2 separate regions of the Hordeum vulgare genome follow, and region 2 is linked to region 1. Evidence: chromatin contacts called from public Hi-C data. All regions are on one chromosome and are shown on one strand. Each heading gives the region's core, a stretch centred on a gene start, on an enhancer-like site or on the middle of the called end of the contact. The rest is flanking DNA. Distances are from core to core; before and after follow the strand shown.

The links. Hi-C and Micro-C count contacts between places; a contact is called where the count stands out from the background.
Region 2: a contact with region 1 is called in a Hi-C map of seedling, with 2.9 times the contacts expected there. The contact joins the promoter of LOC123448047 here to the promoter of LOC123448042 in region 1. A contact is called at or near these places in 2 of 6 Hi-C or Micro-C datasets (leaf and seedling) and 1 of 1 datasets of contacts at active chromatin or transcription factors (embryo).

The regions. Positions count from the first base shown.
Region 1 is chr4H:108,022,699-108,028,032 of MorexV3_pseudomolecules_assembly, forward strand. It overlaps LOC123448042 (rho GTPase-activating protein 5-like), which reads left to right and starts at 2,843. Exons shown (of 5, transcript XM_045124811.1): 1 at 2,843-3,823. The coding sequence starts at 3,408.
Region 2 is chr4H:108,695,164-108,700,497 of MorexV3_pseudomolecules_assembly, forward strand. It overlaps LOC123448047 (signal recognition particle 54 kDa protein, chloroplastic-like), which reads right to left and starts at 2,978. Exons shown (of 15, transcript XM_045124815.1): 1 at 2,793-2,978; 2 at 2,573-2,678; 3 at 2,140-2,207; 4 at 1,946-2,047; 5 at 1,571-1,723; 6 at 1,412-1,489; 7 at 1,118-1,243; 8 at 531-633; 9 at 27-127. The coding sequence starts at 2,963.

The DNA.
Region 1 (5,334 bases), core at 1,593-4,092:
CAATAGAAATGTGGCGAAGCAAGGTTTTTTTTTCTATGAGTTTTCATGCGAGACTAATTGTCTACATCTCAATTTAATTTGCTCCTAGGCTATATGTAAGTCTATTGATATTTTTGAGGTCTAAGTCAATTTTGCATGTAAAGGAAGAAGTAAGCCGTGCGGAGGCTGAGGCCAAAAACCGGCGAGTGATAACGAGCTACGACATCGATGACGGGGCTAAGCCAAGATCTCACAGCGACGGGACGACGTTGTGAGAAATGACGTCATAGTTGGAGGCGGGGAAACATGTTGACAAGTGCGCGAGGGTTGACGATATAGCCCATTCTATGGCCCTTTCTAGCTGGGCATCGCAACGACATGCCTTCATTAACTGCCTTTAACATCATGGGCCTTCATTGTTAGGGTGAATAGTTCAGTATGTTCGCCTGCAATACTTTATGGGTTCTCTTTCCAGGCAAATATAAAGATTCTAAAAGAAAACTAGCTACATGAACTACACAACGAAGTAGATTTTTCCTAACAAAGCCTAACGTGATGTACATCTTCATCGAGAAGTTCACATGTCATGTAAAAATTATTTTGCCCCTCCAAAGATTTCATTCAAGCTCCGTCACAGAGATGGGGGCTTGAAGGGATGGCCATGGACGACGACGAGCACAGCGGTAGGGAAAGGACATGTGGAGGGGGTTGGGGGCTAAGAAGGATAGCCTTGGATGGCGATCAACACGATGGTAAGGGGAGGTCGAGAAAAGGACGGGGAGGGAACAAGGTGGTTGTGGGAGTCTACCAACCGCGGGTGGTGGAGGCCGGTGATTAAGGTTGGGTGGCACGCCGTGCGGGAGGAAGAAGATGAACAGTGACAAGGCTATTTGGATGAAGATCTGAGAGCAACTCCAACGGGGTGATCCATTTCGTCCCTTGGCGTTCGTTTGGATCGGCGCTGACACAAAAGTCAACCCAACTCGCCGACCCAAACGGACGCGGGTTCACTTGGCGTCCGCCTGCCGACCCATTCTCGGCTCATTTTTGAGCCAGATTTGCGTTGACGCGGACACGAGATGGATGCATGTGCGCGCGCCTTCTCCTCCCCCTGGCCCGGTGGTCGGTGTCAGCCTCCACCATTTCCCTCAATTTCCCCACAAAACCCTCCCGCCTGCGCGCCCCCACCCCCGCCATGGACGATGACCTCGACGCCGCCTCCGACCTCACCTCCCTCACCTCGTCCGGCATGACGACTACCCCTCCGGCAAAGGCAAGCCTCGCTCCCCCCGCAAGATTGCCGCCGCGCCCAAGCCGAAGAAGACGCTGACCCTCGAACAACGTGCAAGGGAGTCGACCAAGAGGAAGGGCCGCATGCATGCGGCGGCAACGAGGGAGGCGTTCTATATGCTAGGGTTAAACCCTAGCCAACACGACCTCGTCAACGCCGCCGTGGTCGCGGCCAGCACCGGCTCACCCGTGTTCCCTCGGATGGTGCTACCCGACTCGCCCCGCGCGTCGTCTTGCACCCTCATGCCCAACTTCCACGTCTACCCGCAGGCCTCCCACCTCTCCGGAGATTGCTCGCCCGAAGTGAGCATGACCCGCGCCCGGTGGCTCGTCATCCGGAGGCGTGAGGAAACGCGTGCGGCAGATGCGAGCCGACGTGCTGCCGGGCGCACGCAACCTGTTCGACGGAATGCCGACCGGCGGCGGCGGGGACTATATGCAGAACTTGATCTTCGAGGGTGGTACGCCGGCCGCTGGCTATGATCCCGTCGAGACACAAAGCTAGGACGGCCGAGGGGCGTTCACGCCGTCCACCTTTCATCAAGATCAGGCGACCTTCATGCGTGATCAAGATCAGGCGGCCTTCATGCAGGTGACATGCTCAAGTTCGACTATGAGTGATCTATGGTGGCGAGCGCCGTCCTTTTTTTGTATGCCGACAGGTGTGCTGGCATGACCACGGGGCCGCGATGACGTGGTCTAACTCAAGTCCCACCCCTTTTTTATGTGCTGACATGTGCGCCTGCCGCTGGCGAGTGCGCCAACATGAACTGTGTGGTGATATTTTTTAAAACCGGCATTGTGTGCCGGCGCTGGCATGATGATGACATGAGACATGGCCGCTGACATGATCTATGGCCGCGGGTCTTCTTCAAAAATTATGTGCGGACGTGAAGTGGGTCGGCGCGTTGGACGCACCGCTGACCCAAATCTAAAACAGGACGGACGCCGGGCGAATGGCCGACCCAAACGAACAAAAACGCCGTCAATTTGGGTCGGTCCGTTGGAGTTGCTATGATGGCTAAAAGAAATGACTTATTTTTACATACACAATTTGTTGTACAGTCGGCCCTTCAATTCAACACGTGAATACCAAACCTGCCAAAAGGCAGCATCCAGTCGTAAAAGTGCTGCCAACAAAAAGCGTAGTCATTGTCGAAAAGGGAGCACGGTACTACCAAACTCTCCGTCCGTCAGTCGAATGAATCAAGTACGTACACACGAGGTAGTTAGTTAATTTGCTCATGGGCGCATCACATCACCCGTTAATTTAGCTATTTATCACCTCTCGACGCTAAAAATGAAGAAGCTATTATCACCTCTCTCTTGGATGGCACGCTTAATAAATATACTCCCTCCGTCCCAAAATAACTGTCTTTGTACTAACTCTAGTACAAAATCACATCTATTTTGGTCACATCTAAATTTTATATAAGTTAAATTTTATATAAGTTAGCACTCCAACGGACAGTTTCTTTTATATAAGTTAAATTGATGACCTAGATACACGCGCGTGTCTTGTAAAACACAGTTGTAAATTGAAAGAAGAGCACCGCACGCGTGAGCGCAGGAGGAGACCAAAGGATGATGATGATCGTCACACCACCATCACCATCATCATCACCATCGTCTTCGTCGTCGACCCAGGCGGCCTGACCCTCCCTTCAATCCAACTCCAGCTCCAGCTCCACCTCCACCTCCACACAAATCCTATCCACCATTACCCACCCAACGCACCACCACATCAAGAAACCCCCGCTAATCAGAGATCCACTTGGATTCCTTTCCTTACTTTTTTGTCCCCAGCGCGACCCAGATTAGAATACAAGCCCCGCTCCGCTGTGGATTTGGACCACGCGGCCGCATGCAGCGCCCAAATCACCTCCCCTCCCCGTCCCAGCAATCTCCAATGGCGAGCCAGCAGAGCAGAAATCAATCCTAAATTAGCGTCCCGCCACCAAGAACTCCACTACCAGGATCCAATCATCCCAGGCATTTGGCCCACTCCACCACCACCACCCAGGAAATCCCAAGAAAGCTCGCACCGCCGGGCCAAATCGGCCCTACGCCGCACCAGATTACTGGCCGCACCGTAATAATTCCCTGAGAAGAAGAAGGGGAGCTCGGGCGGAAAAGCAATGACGGAGGTGGCGCTGTTCCGGGGCCCGACCAACCTCGCTTCGCCCGCAAGCCGCGGCTCCTCCTCCTCCTCCTCCACCTCCCTGCGCTATTTAGCCGATAGCGACGTGCTCCAGAGAGGCACCACCAGCAGCGCCCAGGGCCCTGCAGGATCCGCGGAGCGACAGGTGGAAGGATCGGAGGAGGAGGAGGAGCGCTGGTCCTTCTTGGCGCTGCTTCTCGAGCTGCTAAGGAAGTCGCTGCTCCGGTGTAGGGCGGAGGACGGCGGCGAAGGCCACGGCCAGGGCGGGATGGAGATTGGGCTGCCCACGGATGTGCAGCACGTGGCGCACGTCACGTTCGACAGGTTCCATGGATTCCTCGGGCTTCCCGTCGAGTTCGAGCCCGAGGTGCCCCGCCGCGCTCCCAGTGCCAGGTCCGTCACTCTCTCTGTCTCTTCTCACGTTTCTTCACCACAAGCTCCGAAAACATTCTTCTATTTTTAAACTCAAAATGTTTCTGCATATTCAGTATCATCCAGTTCCCACTGTTATTTTTTGAAGTAGTTGTCACTTTACAACATTTTGATTAGATGCTAGTAGTAATGTTTGCCTATTTTGGTTGTGGTTTTAATCGGGATAAAGAGATGGTACTTTGGCTGGAATTGCAACCTCTGTTTGCTTTGGTCTGAGGCTTGCTAGACAGATAAATTCAGGTGGAATTTATATTTCACTTCAGTTATGTGTATATTAATATGATGCCAACAAACACACACAACCGGGTTAGGTGCCCTCCGTAGACTTCTTCCCCCTTTGCTGGTACTTGGCTGCCTGAGCTGGAGTTGATGTATGGTAGATAAACTGTTTATGAATTATGATGATGGGCACGCTTTGGACCACCACTCTGTCCACAAATAGTTTGTGCAGAGTTTCCCCCCTGTTTCATAGATAATTGGCCAATCACGGCTCTCGATGCCTGTTATGGATAGAGTTGCATGGTTTTTCTGTAACTGGTTACTAATAAAATCAAGAAAGATGAAATCGATACCTACAACTTTAATGAGGCTCAAAATGGAACAGAACACCTGCAACGGAATCTTCGTTAATAAGTAAAGAAATAAACAGACAGTGTTAAATTTGAAATTTACAGAGCTTCTGCATTTAGTTATGGCAGTCATTCTGTCTACTTTAATGTTCTCGTCAACTCAAATCATGTTTTGGCTTGTAAGCAAACCAACCAAATAAACATTTTCTGCCCAACATCCATGTGTTATAAAGTGTATGGTTATTTTAATGAAAATCAAAAGGTAGTAGTACTTAGTTGGCACACTCATGCCATTTATTAAGTCCAACCTCTTGTTGGATCAGCTCAGCTGTATCACCTCTTGCTTTGTTTGGTAAAAGTGCTTATGCTTGCTATACAAATATTAAACTACTAACGTATTTTTCATTCAGTGCAAGACGTACTCGATGGCGCCTGTATTACTGCATCCCCGTTCTTTAATTTCTGTAGCACAGTTGCACGCGCATTACCTGGCATGCTAATGACCCCTTTTAAGGAACACTGGATACCTGTTGGAATTCAGTTGATTGAACTAGGAATATCAAGAAGTAGATTATTGCACTCTAAGTCATGGTGTTAGATCAAAACAAGAACTGCTGGGAATTTCATGATTCACTATGGACATGTTTTTTCGTGATTAGATGATTCCATCACCTTGCATATTATCATTTGTCTGCATCTGTTTATTGTGTTTTGCCAACTTTAGTGACTTGAGTAACTTTAGTGGTCCTCTCAAGGTTATACTAGAAAAGCAGAAAGAATAAGGAACACACATAGGTATTATATTTATTGTTTGATCTTGGGCATTCCAGGATGTGGTTATTATTTCTAGGCAATCTAAAAAGAATAGGCTAAATGGTTCTCTGTACAAGGATGGAATCATTT
Region 2 (5,334 bases), core at 1,728-4,227, 670 kb after region 1:
GGACAAAGTTTTGCAGGTTGAGAGACCTCTTTGATACTTAGTGCTGCCCCACCTCTGGAGTCACCATCCAGTTTTGTCAGTATAGCACCAGTTATACCAATTTCAACATTGAAGGCGCCGACCAATGCTGATAAAAAATCAGCAAGGGTAAGTAACAGTGCGACTCTAGCAGATGGCGAAGAGTTTAAACAGATGAAGAGCTTCAGAATGACAAGTCCTGCTACTACAGGGAGCGTGCTCCTGCTCCTTCGAAAAGATCACAATAAATTGTAAGGAAAACTGAAGGAAGACAGTTGGACCAAACATGGTCCTAATATACATGTAGATGAAACATGACTAATATAGGACCCCCAAATCCAAATACACGGCATGTATACATTAATATGTGCTGCAATAGTCAAAGTTGAAAATGCAAATTTCTTTTTCTGCATGCCAAGCAGTGCATTAGGTAAGTTACTTACACCCGACCAAGTATAAAATGATGAGTCTAGAGCCCTAGACTACTCATAGAACAACAAGCAAAAACAAACCTGCAGCTTCTTGGCCAGTCATAGCATCAACCACAAGAAGAACTTCTGTAGGCTTCACTGCCTTCTTTACTTCTTTCAACTCATTCATCATAGCTTTATCGACCTAATGATAGAAAGATTAGCTGGTATCGGTTGTGCTGGGTAAACAAAGTTGAAGTAACAGAAAGACACACTAGCTGGGCAAAAATTCTGCCATTTAAGGCTAAAGAAAGTACCTATAAAAAAGTAGCATATCTCATTTTTCACACCAACTCATCTCATAACAGATTATTACATCTAAGTTTAAATATACTATACCAGAATGAACATTTTTAGTTGGAAGCACTACGTTGAGTTTAGAACAAACATATACATGTAATCCAAAATAAACATCTTAAAAATATTTTGACCTTGTACAGACTTATAAATTACTAGTAAGAACTAGTGCAGTTTGATCATATATCTAAAATACCATACTTCGGCATGATTATGATCTGGTGCCCAAGATCTGTGTATGAAATTAAGTGAGCTGGTTAAAACTGGTACAGGGCTATTTTAGAACCATGACTGTAGCAAACCGAGGAACATAATTAGATGATAAGAGTTACCTGCAATCTTCCAGCAGTATCCACTATAACTACATCGGTCTTCTTGCTCTTTGCTTCTTTCAAACCGTTCTTGGCAATCTCTGAAGGTTTTGCTTCCGTTCCTTCTGAGTAAACTGGTACACCAACCTATCAACATTCAAAAGTAACTGTAGTTTTAATTTCAAAATTTGAAAAAAATAGACATGCATTACTGATAGCTCTAGAGTCGTTTGAATCGAAGGTAGACACAGGTATTAGCAAGAAAACGTTTCCAACTCAATACGGAGGTGAAAAGATCAATTTCAGTACGTGTACCTTTTTACCCAGAATAGTGAGTTGGTCAATAGCAGCAGGCCTGTAAACATCTGCAGCAACCAGCATACAACTCTTCCCCTGTAACCTGAGTCTGGTTTATAAGCACTGATGGCCTGGGCTCTTAGGAAAATGCTTAAAGAAGAAAGCTCAGGAATGCACCATCTTTTTCAGATAGAAGGCAAGCTTAGCACAGACGGTAGTTTTCCCAACACCTTGCAGACCTGCCAATAGGATAACCGTTGGGCCAGTTTTTGCAAATACTAAATCTGACACCTCTCCACCCATCAGTTGTACAAGTTCATCATTCACAACCTACATCATTTAACTCTTGTTAGTCCTCTAGAGCTAGAAGTACATATAGTATTATATTGGAAGACCACATTCAGTTAGCCCAAGCTAATCAATGAATTCCTCAATTAAGGTCACTTGTGTGCACAATAATATGCACCCGTCAATAATGGCTATGCAAAGTATACATAGAAAATTTGACGCATGTAATCTATAATTCTCCAGGATCCTCAGATTTGAGTATACCTTCACCAACTGCTGCTCAGGTTGGACACCCCGGATCACATCAGTGCCTACAGCCTTTTCAGTAACGGACTCGATAAAACTTCTTGCTACTGGCACACTTACCTGCAAAGTAGGTTCTGCATTAGATTGTGAAGACAAAAAAGTAGAAATATAGATCCACAAGAAAGCCATGTACTGAAAGAGATGAGACATACATCTGCCTCCAAAAGTGCTCTTCTAATATCCCGCATCGGTTCAGCGATATTCTCCTTTGTCAGTCGATCTTAAACCACAAAAGGCATTTCCCTCATTATTTACAATCATGATTTATAACAAAGCTACAGAGGGTGCAGTCAGCGTTGCTGATCAAGCATGAAAAACTCATACTGCATTGAATCGTTTGGACAAAACGATCCACACATTACAAAGTTGTAAGCAAAAAAAGTTATCACTTCATAGATAGCCAATCTAGAACTTCACAGTTTCATATAAGAATCTGTGAACCTGATACACGATTCGACACACCACACATATTTTTGGGAGGAAAACTGAATGTGACTCTGTTCAACACATTGCAACTAGAGCATTACGTATGACAAAAACAAAATCCACACACGAGGCGAGAAGCAAGCGAAGAAGCGAACGCACCGACGCCTCGCAGCTTGTTCCACGCAGACTCCAGCCCGGTGGTGAGCTGCCCGAACATCTCCGCCCTCACAACCATCCCGCTTCCCCTCCTCCTTCTCCTGCATCCCTGAGGGCGCCCCAAACCGTAACAAGGTAAGAAAAACATCCGGTTAAAAGGAGACAAGGTCGAGATCGTTCTCAGAGGGAAGAAGCTAGGAAGTTGCAGATGCTCAGAGCGAACCGGGAATGGGGAAGAGAGGGCGCGGAAGGCAGCGGGACCTTGGGCCCCGCGGAGGCGGAAGGAGAGATCGGGCACGCGGCGGAGGTGAAGGGAGGCCGCGGCGGGCCTGGCCGGCAAGCGGCGGGCGCCGGTGGGAGACGAAGAGAGCGTGAGTGTGGCAGTGGCCTCCATTGGAGAGGGGGAGCGTTCTGCGGAGGCGAGGCGAGCCAAGCAACGAGGAGGATAAGAGGGAGTTCTCAGCCATCTCGAATGTATTGATTGTAGATGATTTTGATGACATGACATAATAATAATAAAAAAAGAATGAAATCGTATGAACTTGAAGCAACGGTTCACGCACAAGCTACGAGGCAAGCATGGTTATTTCTTTAATATTTAATAAACTCACTTAGTTATTCTACATACGATTATCATACATTCCATTAAAGAGCTTGTATGATGTACTGTTGATTGTTGACGTGAACACTTATACCAACGATTGAATATACGGACTGTTGGAGATGCTCTAACTGAGCCGTTCTGGACGCCGCGGTGTTAGAGAACAAATGCTGACATGAAACGGCTCGTATCAAGTCGAGGACTATAGATCCATTTTTATTTCTATTTTGAGGGGCATAGATTCACGGGTCCTTCTCGTTGGCGGGTGGATATTATTTGAATCGCGATAACGTCCATATTTGTGACCGGAGCAACATTCATCCACACATTTATAACACATAGATTGCGCCATGTCATCACATGCATACATGTAGGGATCTTTTTATTTCCAGTTTTTAAAATATTTTATCTTTTAAATAAATAATTGATTAAAAAACTATTTTCATCATTAAATCGATCACAACGAGATCTTTGTAACTAGATCATGCTTTTTTTGGGTTAAAAGTTGCCATGTCTATTGCACATAAATTGACATGATGTTTACACTGAAATTGTCATGATATGTTTCAGTTATTTTTTTCTTCTACCTTTAAAAATAAATTTTGATGAATTACAATAATATGCGCCCTGAAGTTCCTCCGTGCTGGGCCGGCCCAACTCTCTTTCTATTATGTTTTCTTAAAATGCAAAAAAAGGTGCGCATATAGTGAATCAAGCCGGTGAACTCGAGAGCAACTAATTAAGGAGTACTTTCTAGAAAGCCTCCCAACGATCACTATCATGCGTCGCTACTTGACGTGTTCTCAGCCACCGTCACGTGTCATGTTCTGAGTGTTTCCTTTAGATTTTTTTTTTTTGCATGCGTTTTCGTTTTTTTAATTAATTTTTTCTAGGGTTTTTATGCTCCGGTTTTCATCAGTTTTTCTTAGCTTTTGGACAAAAATATTCCAAAATTTTGCACGAAAAAACATGTTTTTTGTTTTTTCACGAGAGGGACGGTCGTGTCTCTCGAAAAGGAAAAAAAGTGTTTTTAATTTTTTTCGTGAGAGACACAGTTTTTGTTTTCTCGAGAGGCATGATTGTGCCTCTCAGAAAGAAAAAATATATTTTCTATTTTTTGCAAGAGGCACGATTTTGCTTCCGCGAGAGGCACGGTCGTGCCTCTTGAAAAGGAAAGAAAACGTGTTTTCAGTTTTTTTTTGTGAGAGGTACGGTTTTGCTTTCGCGAGAGACACGGTTGTGCCTGTCGGAAAAGAAAAAACATGTTTTCTGCTTTTTTCGCGAGAAGCACGTTTGTTCATTCGTATTTTTTCGTAAAAAATCGTCAAAATCTATCAACATGGGATCTAGTTTTGAAGATTTCAACGCCAGAAACACAATGATGAAAACGATTCAAGATTTCGACGCACGGTTTACAAGATAAAATATTTTAAAAATACGAAACTACTAAAAAAAGGAAAACTTTCAAGTTACGAGAAGTGACACACATGCAATGCAAACTGAAAAGGTAAAAGTGATCATTGAAAGATGTATTCGTCAATTAGTGATCTCGGGTGAACTCCTTCCAGGCTGCATCTTCTTTCCTTTTACCCTTTCTCCCTTTTCTTTTTTTCTTTTATTCGATGACAATAATTTTTGTGAAATTAATCTTCAAATCTACGAACTTTTCTCTCATGAACTTGATTTCAATTTGATAAATAACATATGTATTTTTTCAAGAAATTACAAACTTTTCTCATGAACTTTTTTCTTTTTTGGATGATATATTTTTCAAATTTGACGCAATTTTTTCAAAATCGATGTACTTTTTCGAAAATGGTCAACCTTTTGAACTTTTTCAAAATCCATGAACATTTATTAATTGATTTTTTTTTTCATTTATTTCAAAGTCTACTCATCAACCACGACCTACCCTTTTTTAGAAGACCGTGACCTTCAAAATCAAACGAGCGACCAAAGCTGGCAGAGAAACTGGCGAGGTTGATTGAGAGATCTGGGCTGACCCACGATCGTGCGTGCATGAGCGCCACACCGGCAATCAGCGCCAGTAGCGCCGGCTAGGAGGTCCTGGCGCCATTGGGAGCTTCTAGGTGCCGCACTGCATGCACAGGCGGATACCCAACTGGGACGCCCCTGAAGCTAGCGCCGGTCTACTGTAGAGAAA